Regions from separate parts of the Gasterosteus aculeatus genome. Here region 1 is linked to region 2. Evidence: chromatin contacts called from public Hi-C data. All regions are on one chromosome and are shown on one strand. Each heading gives the region's core, a stretch centred on a gene start, on an enhancer-like site or on the middle of the called end of the contact. The rest is flanking DNA. Distances are from core to core; before and after follow the strand shown. Region 1 holds the start of ap2s1 (adaptor related protein complex 2 subunit sigma 1). Region 2 overlaps arhgap35a (Rho GTPase activating protein 35a).

The links. A called contact is a pair of places that touch in the nucleus more often than the background predicts.
Region 1: a Hi-C map of liver shows a contact between it and region 2, with 6 times the contacts expected there. The contact joins the promoter of ap2s1 here to the enhancer-like site in region 2. A contact is called at or near these places in 6 of 6 Hi-C or Micro-C datasets (blood and trunk muscle, liver, skeletal muscle and 2 more).

Annotation. Positions count from the first base shown.
Region 1 is chr1:10,209,635-10,215,196 of fGasAcu3.hap1.1, forward strand. It overlaps ap2s1 (adaptor related protein complex 2 subunit sigma 1), which reads left to right and starts at 1,716. Exons shown (of 5, transcript XM_040174018.2): 1 at 1,716-1,977; 2 at 2,565-2,714; 3 at 3,199-3,312; 4 at 4,602-4,661. The coding sequence starts at 1,975.
Region 2 is chr1:10,159,051-10,164,648 of fGasAcu3.hap1.1, forward strand. It overlaps arhgap35a (Rho GTPase activating protein 35a), which reads right to left. Exons shown (of 7, transcript XM_040173613.2): 5 at 4,665-4,796; 6 at 3,287-3,392; 7 at 1-2,960. The coding sequence ends at 2,468. Among protein-coding and RNA genes, the nearest start is that of npas1, 27 kb to the left of the region's middle. Within about 2 kb of position 1,626, at least 7 of the 9 cell types and tissues checked have open chromatin away from gene starts, as enhancers often do. A contact at or near this core is called in liver, where this site is marked.

The sequences.
Region 1 (5,562 bases), core at 466-2,965, 51 kb after region 2:
CATATAAGACTGGCTGTGAAGTCTGTCCTTCGATTTCCCGACACAATTAAACATTTTAAGATCCTGAAGTGTTTCTTTTTCTCAGAAAGACAATGCAGCTACTTTCACATAGTGTTTTTCTCAGAAAGACAATGCAACTATTTTCACATACTTGGAGAAATGTCTGTGAGAGGACAACTTCCTGTACCAACAGCACAAACGGATAGCTCGTGTCTCGTGTTGTTCTTCTCTCTCGGAATGTCACCTCTTATCTACCCGATAGTCCACCCTTTCTGGTGATCTACATTCCGTCTAATATCAGAGCAAATACTTCCCAGGGATGAAAAACCTCAGTACATGTGTATGTATTGATTTGAAATTGAAGTGTATTGTTAGTCGAGGTAAATGGCAAAACTAAAAGTAAATACGTTAAAAAGTAATTATTTGTAGGTATATTTTTCTTACATGAGTTGTCAAACTATGACGCATAAAGTGCACCATGTGTACTTTGACAGTTTAAAATGTGACCCACTGTTAAATAAATAGTCAGTCAGGGTTCAAGGTGCACTGCCCACTGTTTGATAAAGTCCACACACTTCTGTCCGATCACATTACTGACTGTGTCCTCAGTCATATTTGCACGACCCCAATCACACAGAGCATGATTAGTGGGGGTCAGTTTTTCCTCTCGAACAATCTGCATAGGTTTCATATCCGTCTCTCCCACCAGTGTTTTCTTTACATGGGCCAGACCCGGTCATACAACTTGGTCTTTTAGCTATTAAATTACAACACAAACGGGTATTTGTGCTATTCGGTTTTCATGTGAAGGTTACAACATGCTGTGCTTTTATTACCGTAGACACACCAGAATCAAAACACAGCTGGAACATGAAGGAAAGGGTATGTTTATTGCTAATTCGCTGGTTGGTTTTGCCTTCCCCTTTGTATTTGTAGCAGAAATATTAATGGGTCCCGAGAGCAAGCACATTCCTTCATCCACAATTGTGCAATCCCTGACAATCACAGTTTCCCCATCCCCCACTGACCCCCTAAAAAACCCTGAATGCTCCAAGAGGCAAGCTGTCCAAGCTGCCTGGGCAATGTTCTGCAGTGAATGGCTGCCCAGCTAGACAAGTAAACAAACCCTGAGCCCTGACTCTGCAGAAAACACCCACAAACGATGTAACTTCAAGAGGTGGAAAGATGTCTTATTTTATACAGTGTATGAAAGTTATTTGGAGCATAACCACACACAAGCGCGCTTGCTCGCTCACTCGCACGTGCACACACACACACACACACACACGCACGCACACACACAAACACAGAGGCAAACGCGCACACACACACACACACACACACACACACACACACACACACACACACACACACTATTGTGAAGAATTTGCTGATATACCGTTCATAAAATGAAATACAAATAAACATAAATATGTATACAGCGTATATATTTTTTCTTTTGGTGTTGTAACACTGTAAAACGGATGCTGTTAAATATGTTAATACATGTTAAGCCGGACAATAGTATTGAGTTCCATTTCCATATAACCTTCAGTTTCCTCAAAAACAGAAGTGTTAAGACTGATTGAGATATGTCGATGTTTTATAATGTAATTTTTATCTATAACTACAGTTTTTTGGAATTCGTATAAGAATCTACATTTCAACATTGTTCTGCAATATAAAAGAAAAGAGTTTATCATGTGATCCAAAATGCCATTCAAGTGAAGAAACTACGGAGGGATGCTGGTTCTTGAAGTGCAACATGACCTCCGAGTAGCTCTAAATATCACGATGTAAACTACTCTCCCCATCATGCACCGCAGCTCACTAATGGTGTTCACTTCCTGTTAGCTCGGGCAAGATAGCGGACGAGCGGTCGAAGAAATTACTGATGTATTTTTGAACAAATCCTCTCAAAATTCTTCGGGAACGTGCTATTCTGGAGCGTGCCAGGTCCATATTTAGGAGACAATGGTAAATATGTCACATATGAACAGCATTTGTTTCCAATAGTAGTCGTGTTTTACCGCTGGTTTGCTAGCAGTTGAGAGTTGGCTGGATAACGTCTTCATTCAGTCAGTTAGAAAACGTTAGCCAGTCAGCTAGCAGGTGAGCTTACTTACCGTAGCAAGCTAAAGCCTCAGATCGGAAATCACAATGTTTTATCACTGACACCGACAAGCACGTCGCTCAAAAGTCCGGCAATCATTTTGACTTCTTTCACAATCTTGCTGTCAACCAAAATGGGTGTGGTTTAGCTACCGCGAGCTTACACGTTAGCTAAAGCTTAATAATAAAATACTGCAGATGTATTAGATAACCGTTACTCACATGTAGCTAGATAGTATTAGCTTTGTTTAATTGTAGACGAGTGAAAGCCAATAACCAACAAAGTAACACTAACGTTATATAACGCTAGTCTAATATTTCTTCTCTATGAAGTAACGTAACGTTATCTTTTTTTCAAATGACTTAACGTTAGACCTCTGGGACGAGTAACGTTGGACTAGTTCTGTCGTAATCTCACCGTGTCACTTTTCATTTTCTAATTTTTTGCACAGATCCGCTTCATCCTCATCCAGAACCGAGCAGGGAAGACACGACTGGCCAAATGGTACATGCAGTTCGATGATGATGAGAAGCAGAAGTTGATCGAGGAGGTGCATGCTGTGGTAACAGTCAGAGATGCCAAACACACCAATTTTGTGGAGGTATGTGATTATTTAGTATCATATGTATCGATCCACCGTTTTATTTTTCTGGGTGATTCTGTGACCTTAAACAGTATGTTCCTATGTTCAGTTAAACCAGAACGTTGTTATAAATACCGTCGGAATGATCTCACTGGAACCATGCCGTTGTTAATACTTACTGTTATGGCTTCTTAGTAAAATTACAGGGGGATTGATGAGTGTCCCACATTGTTAACGTTTTCCACTAGCTACTTTTAAACAAATCCTCTTTCAAAGAAAATAAAATTCAGCCAATGGATGGTGTTCTGGTAAACGTCAAAACAGAATAAAAATCCTCGTCTACTGACAAGTTTTATGATGCGTTTTTATTTCCAAGGTAGTCAGTATATGATGCACTGGGTGAAGCTGGGAAGCTTCTTGCCAGGCAAAGCTGCTGTTGTCACAATACGAGGGAAAAAGTTGTAAAGAAGATTTTCTTTTCTTTTTTTTTTTGTTCTCACAGTTCAGGAACTTCAAGATCATTTACCGGCGTTATGCTGGTCTATACTTCTGTATTTGTGTGGATGTGACTGATAACAACTTGGCATACCTCGAGGGGATCCACAACTTTGTAGAGGTAAATGAAATACACAACACATGACATACTTAGTAAGTGAACTATGATGATTTACTTTTCATGGTCTGATTGTTTGGGGGAATGTCCGTTAATGATTTCCTTCAAAACATTTCCTCTACTGTCTCGCAGCTCCATAATATCAAGCGTGGATTTTTTTTAAAGTACGAATTGATCTCAAACAACATTTAATGCACTGTACTATGTATATTGCTCAGATGCATAATACTTCAACAGAATATGGAGCGTTGCAAGGACAACACATGAGTCATAGTTTCATCATGTCAGTCTATTTCAGTACAAATTAGTAGAATAAAGGTCCTCTTGCATTCTTATGTTTAGGGGGAATCATTGACTTTTTCACTGTTCGATAACACTAATTATATTGATGCTGGAAATAAGCCTCCAGCAATAAAATAACCAATTGATCACTAATTAAAAACTGAGTCTGATAGCAACTCACCGCACATGTCTTACACAAACACTGAAATGGCAGTGTTCACTTTTTGTAATGTGCAAACAGATTTCAGAAGAACGTTGCAGGTTTCTTAATAATGTCCGTTCCAGTTTGATTGTACTCAATTCAGATGTTGCTTTAAATAAAATCAGCTAATGATTAAATAATAATCATGTTGTTATTTCTATTTTACAAGTAGCAGATAATGCTTTGAAATAGAACACCATCGTCAGTCACATATTGTATAATTTAAGCAGCTGATGGTGATCGTGTTCGATCTCTTAATTTGCTTAATTCATGGTTAACAGCCTTTTCCCTTACTTATGATATTTAGTTTTACAAATTGAATGCATATCAATTGGAAGCTTATAGTAGGATCTACTGTTTGTTTTTGGCTTCGACAAACAGTAAACCATTTTGTATTCAGCGCCCTCCAGAGTGAAGGTCATTTCGTGTAATGTTTGACTATGAAGAAATGCAAGTAAGTGCATTCTGAAAGGCTAAACAATCTTACTCTGCGCTTTCTAAGCCTATTGTTGCTTATAATTATTGCTTATAGTTGTATCCTGAAATTGGCTTCTCACATTGCTGTGAAGGGAATTCTCTGCAACTACAGCATCAACATAATCTGCAGTAATGCATCACATTAAATGAGCTGTATTTTATATTCTAAACATCAATATAGCAGCAAACAACTATTAGCTGTGTGAAGATATGGTGGAGTAAGTGTTATTGAGTGTTGTTATCTAAGCTTCTTCTTGCTTTATCGACACAGCTGCTCTATGATTGGAAATGAAAAGTCTGCCATTCTTACCGATCATCTCTTTCCTGTTAGGTGCTGAATGAGTATTTCCACAATGTGTGTGAATTGGACCTTGTGTTCAACTTCTATAAGGTAAGAACATTGCAAAACAAACAAATTGTATTCCTTTTTTAGAATTGCCTTGATCAGAGAGAGAGAACAGACCACTGCAGACGGCAGGGGGAAAATGTTGCTTTCATCATGCTGCGTTCACACCAAAAGCGAAGCAAATTTTCGCCACGCTTTACTCGCCCGACTAGTTGTAGTTATTTCGCCTCATTTGCGTCCCGCTTTATTCGCGCCTGAAAGGGGGCGTGGCTTATCTGTTACTAGTCACAATAAAGACAGTTATAATATTTTCCCCTATCCACCATGGAAATAAATAGCCGCTATTTCAGCTCTTTATTTATTGTGTGAATTAAACAAACGTCGGAACCGCAAGCGGTGTTGTGTTTGGGTTCGGGGCATCATCCGTCTCCTCACACAGCTTGAATTTCACCGACTCCTCCAGGAAGTGCGTCTGCCGCTGCTTCATGCTGACCAGCAGCCGGTCTGATGACCTGTTGTGTCGGCTCAGTGCCGGCGTCTCGCGGTCAGACACCAACTAACTTACAGCCGTTCACTCTCTCGTGTGTGTGTGTGTGTGTGTGTGTGTGTGCGTGTGTGCGTGTGCGTGTGTGTGTGTGCGCGAGTGTGTGAGAGCTTCATAAAGTGTATTACGCTTTGGCAGCAGGGCGGCAGGGATGACGAGCAGAGTTTCTCAACACTGATTGGCTTTCGCAAGACGGCGTCGGGCCATTCGCGTTGACTTAGCATGGAATCTACTCGCGCGAATAACTCGCTTCGCTTTTGGTGTGAACGCAGCATCACAATCAATGTCAAATTGACACTATTTCCCAACTCAAGCAGTCATTCTTTTCCTCAACCATTCTAGTTGGGAATACATGTATGTTTTTCACAGAGAGAACCGCTAAGCAGCAAGCGCCTCTAAACT
Region 2 (5,598 bases), core at 376-2,875:
GTAGGTAGTGTTGACTTCTAAAGTTCCTTTAAGAGTTCAGTGATTGGTTAAAGGTTTTTGTTTTGGGCAGAGGACAGTCTGGGGAGACGTGCAGAGATGCAACTCTGTGTCAAAGAGAACATGTGACCTCGGTAGGTATCTGCTTAACATTGAGACACGCATAAGTTCACACGCGTGGGCAACTTCTCGAGCTCACAGGGACACATGTTTGCGCGCGCGCGCGCGCGCACGCGCGCACGCACGCACACGCACGCACACGCACACACACACACACACACACACACACACACACACTTTATAAGCTGATTTGATTCGGCGAGCATCATCGCCCAGCCCCGTCTCACTGGTTTCTACGGTAACAGCAGGCTGGGCAGAGGAATTCTGTGATGCTCCGTTCCAGTCATGCAGACGGATGAATGGACTGTCTGTTCTGACCGCGGTCTCTCCCAGAACTAAGTGTCCCTCTTGGACAAGGACCGACTAGGCAATGCAGTGGCATAACAAGGCGATGGGGGGGGGGGGACCCTTGCAAATTTATATTTTGAGTGCATTGACAGCAAGTTTGAGACTCCCTTCCAGAGGTATCGTTCTGTTTCCTAAGAGGGCAGCGTGTTACTTCCAACAATAAAACGCCTCCTTTCCCAGCGGTCAAAACCCAGGCCTCATTTCTAGCGCTTACTCTCCGGGCTACATTTTGCCTCAATGTCCCAAATCTTTATATGCAACCACTGGCTGGCTGACTGGTTGGCTTAGAGCGCGGTGAAGTGTAAACTAAAAAGACAAGACAGCCTAAATCTAGTTAATCTCAGTTGATTTGTATCCGATTTGAAACTGCAGTTTATTTTTAGTCAAATTCTTACACTTGAGCTCTAAAAGTTGATAATAATCTTTTTGCAGTTGCATCTGACACTAAAACCACAGCAGTATGTGGAAGTCAGGTTTTGGCTGCAATACCCATTTCATCCTACAGATGTCAGCGGTGAGCTGCCAGAGACAGAGGAAAGCCGGTGGACTGACAGTAAAGTGAACGGTGGCTGTCACGTCATAGCAGCTCCAATTTTAAATGTGCCTTCAAAGTGCTCAGAAAGTGCTTTTTGAACAAGGTCCTCACTGGAAACTGCAGAACCGGCTCGCTCGTAAAACCACCACAGCGTGAGAGAAGCAACATGACAGGCGAAGATCTGACAGCGTAATTATTGCCACTATCTGTCGAGTACAGGGAAATCCAGGTGAAACAAAAGGGCATGGATACATGCGCACACAGACATGTAGACTCTCACGCAAAAACGTATACACACACACAAGGCCACGCATTGAGTGACGGGTGTTTTCCCACGATTTTGTCTAATGAAGGACAAAATAAAAATATTTTGGGACAGCGGGAATGCAGAATCAAGATTTAGACCAATACATTTTGCCACTTTTGAATGTTGTTTTTTTTCCTTCTTCATGTGTTTACAAAGACAGTGCATGAGGTTGAAGTTAAAACAAACAGAGAGAGAGCAGCAGGAGACTGGGAGGAGCCTTCCCAGAATGCAAAGGGTGCGAGCACCCATAATCCTCTGCTCCAGTTCACTGTCTAGCAGATCCGGTCTGTTGAGATTTTGTTTTTCCCGTGCTTGGCATAGTGCCTCAATTGAAACTGATTGTGTGTGTGTGGATGCGTGTCTGTGTGAGGGGCTGATGGACAGGAATGTGTGAGTGTGTGTGTGTGTCGCAGAGGACAGAACATCCTGTCGGGTGGGTAGTAACACGTGTTTTTTGCCCAAGTCCTCTGTACAGCAGCCAAATGAACAAACGTGCTTTAAGGACCTCCTCTCTGCTCCACCGTGACCCTGCCACAGCCCCCCGTAGGTAGAGGATGAGGGCGCGTGGCGAAGGAAGCGGCCACAAGGACTCCCAGGACAGCTGAGGGGTTAAGGGGGTTGTCGGAGGCACGCTGGCCACCGAGGGGGGGTTTTCGTCAAAGTGTTTGCGTTACGTCTGTGGTGAAGCAATCACAACGTTGCAGAGTTCACATTCGACTTTCCAATCTACTCCAGAGTCCCTTTATCAGTTACTGGCCACAGTGCACTAGTTAGTGTGTAGGTTCTCTATAAGGCAGGGGCAGGTCTAGGTGCAGTGACACTGAGAGACAGAAGGGTGAAGTGGCGAGAGGGTGGAAAGATCACACTACCAGTTCAGTGTTCCCCATGTCAGCCTCGTGTGTGTGTGTGTGTGTGTCCTTTTTTCTAAAGTTAGCAGAGGCTCAAACGCCCTCTTCTTCTCCCAAGCGCATCGGTTTCTCCCTGTACATACTGCATCTCACTCAATCCCTCCCAACTTATCTTCCTACCTCCGGTTCTCGATTTAAATTTTTCTTCTTCAATTCCATTCCCCAACTTCAAAATCTCTGATCCTTAAACCCTTAAATCTCATCATCCCGTCTTCGTTTTTTTTTCCTTCCCTCCTTCCCTTGATCCCTGGTTCACAGCGTGTGTTGTTCCGTAGGCGGGTGGTGGGGGTGTAGGGAGGGCGGCAGCAGGGCGGGGATGGGGGACTGGGGGGTAACAGGTGGGGAGTGGGGTGGGGACTGATGTGAAAGGTGGTGTTGGTGGTGGTGGTGGTGATGGTGGATAGGAGGGCCGTAGTGCGGAATGACTGGCGGGGTGGCCGGTAGGACATAGGGAGCCGGGGACGGAGTCGGCGGGGAGGAGTAGCCTCCGGCCATGCAGGAGTAGGCCGAAGTCCCTCCCCCGGAGGAGAGCGTGGAGGTGGGGGAGCCGTGGAGGCCGTCGGCCAGCGGCTGATTGTAGAAGAAGTACGCGCACTGGTGGATGAAGCTCTCAATGATTGTCTGGTAGGTGCGGGTGGCGGTCAGGGCGTCCATGGTGGTGAAGTCTGGTCTCATCAGTGTGGGCCAGAAACAGATGGACAGGTTCTCGCTGGTCATAAGGTTCGACTTGTTGTTCTGGTTCACCCTGCGCAACACAAACAAACCAAAAAGGTGAATTAAATGGGCCACAAATCACCACAGTTCACAAAAAAAAAACCTATCGTCTTCCATGGCTTTGTTTGAAGGAGGTAAAAGTGATCTAATATTTGTGTTGGTTGGGAACCACTATATAGTTTTTGGAGCAGAGTCGTCCACAACATACAAATAAAATCCATTTTGCAATCACCCATGAGGGATGTAGCCACTATTCTGTTTCGTGTGCTGGTTTCGGTGATGTCACTGCTACGTCACTTGACCGGCGGGTTTACTCAGCACTGTCGGAGGCCCCTTTTGACCCTGTCCCACACTCACTTGTTCAAGTGGCTGGCGACATATTTGAAGACCTCGTAGTTCTCTTTGGGGAAGCGGCGCAGGATGTCCTTCATCGTCTGGAAGCGCTGCTCCCTGTCGTTGATCTCTGAATGGTGGCAGAGAGAGAAGATGGATGTTAGCGGAGGGAGGAAAGTGTCTCGAAAGAAGAGATTAAGGGAATCTATGGGAAAGACGTCAGGGGAGTGTTAAGATGAGGAGCGCTCGGTGGAGAGGGAGAGCGGGCGGAAGAGCAATACAATGGAGAAGAGTTTTAGGAGCACGGGGAAAGCTATTGGATTCAGCTCCCCAAAAAAAACGACCAAAGAAAAAACAAAACAGTGCAGGACAAAGTTAACTCAGCTTTCAGTTTCATGAAAAGTCATGGAAACATACACATTCAAAATGAAAATGAAGTTACATTTCAAAAAAGAAAGAAAATAATCAGACAGCCACACATTCCATAGGAGCATAACATCACAATGTCCTACAGCACACAGCAACTCGCACACAAACACACACTGGGTGTGCAAAGCCTGATGGCAGCGAGGAGTGAGTCAAAAAAAGCTGACGTCACCGGCTAACAGTCCATCCTGTGTGTGTGTGTGTGTGTGTGTGTGTGTGAGCGAGGCAGAGCGCGCAGCAGTGGGAACAGCAGATGTTCTCGGCCACATCACAACCATGATTTACAATCAGAGAACTTGGTTTTGTATTCCCACAATGAGGTCAGTTTGGATCAAAAACAGATTTCATGCGTAATGACTGAACGCGGCGCCAGTTCCTCCGGCTGTACGTCCATCATCGGCAACCAAAACATAACTCGCTACAGCTTATTTAAAGTAACGTCACCATGACGGCGTGCAGCCGCCCAGCTTTTTTGCACTCACTTTCTCCACCACTCACGCGTGAAGCAAAGAAAATGCAGACTATTTTAGACCGAACGAAGGTTTTCGCGTCGCTAAACTTTTCCCTCTGTTGTTGCACGGACTGCGGAAGCTTCATCGGGTCTCTCTAACGGCTCAAGAGGCTCTCTGGGGCCGTTAATATAAATAAATAAATAACACTCACAGAGCTCAGGGAGTGACAGTCACTTTGCGGCGGGGGGGGGTTAAATCTCTCCGCCCCGATGCAAGACTAAGCTACGCCTTAAATCTCCATTCCAACAGATTACAGGACACAAAGAGAAAAGGAGAGGCGGCGGAGAGCTCAGGAGCACCCTGGTTTGTCTTTCTTATGAATTCATTAGATCAGCGCCGTCCGCGCTGCTCCCGCATCCCTTCAGCATGTGCAATCGTCCCAAAATGCTCCTTCCTCAAACCTGACACGTCTACTCCTCCATCCCCTTTTTACATCTCTGTTTTTGCAGAGGCGAAGGACTTACTGAAGGCCTCCACCAGCTCTCCCTGCATGTTGTACGGCACCAGAGGCTCGGGTAGCTCGGAGAAGAAGGCCTTCATTGCTCCGGCCACTGTGTTCATGGTGAAGTCTTTCTCCACCAGGTCCAGGTTGTGGTCTGGAAAATTGAAATAGGAGGAAGTTAAAAACACATCACAATTTGACATGCACACAGTAAATAAAAGAGGCGGCTTCAATGATATGATTCAAAGATATATTAATAATAATACTGAACTCACTAAAGCATATTTAACAGCATGGTGGCTCTTCAATTAATAATTCAATCAATAGAGAGTGAGTGCGTGCAAGAGACTTAATTAAAAAAAAAGTCATTTTCAGATAAGGTTTTACTTTACGAAAAAGGCAGTACGTGCAGAAGGACGAGGCGCTGGGAAAAAGTAACACAGACACAGTTATGGAACAATCCGAAGAGCTTCTGATGCTGCGCTCTCCTGTGGCGAGATATCTGAAACGTCGGGGTGGTGGGGGGGCGATGAAGTGCCATCTTCAGTATGGCGACGAGACGCCCTTGCTGTGGTTTCACCTGCGATGTCTTGTCCCGTTGGCCCGGAGGCTCGGGATGATTCAACGCGGGGCTTCAACTCTGATTACCTGAGTTGGATTTGAGGCTCAACCAGGCGTGGACGCACTCATACACAAGCCATCTCGCTCTGCTATCTATCTCGGCTGCGACATGGTTCATTAACCAAACCAATCTGGAGGTAATTAACTGCCCACAGCAGATAGACAGACACACACACACACACACACACCACACACAGGAGACGGTTGATGATAGAGGAGGAGGCTCTGCAGTCTAAGAGGAAGTGAAGGCCAATTCCCTGTGTAGAATTGATGCTCCCCGGTTAATTAAGGGAGCAGAGGTTTTAGATGGAAGCAGACACACATATATACACGTG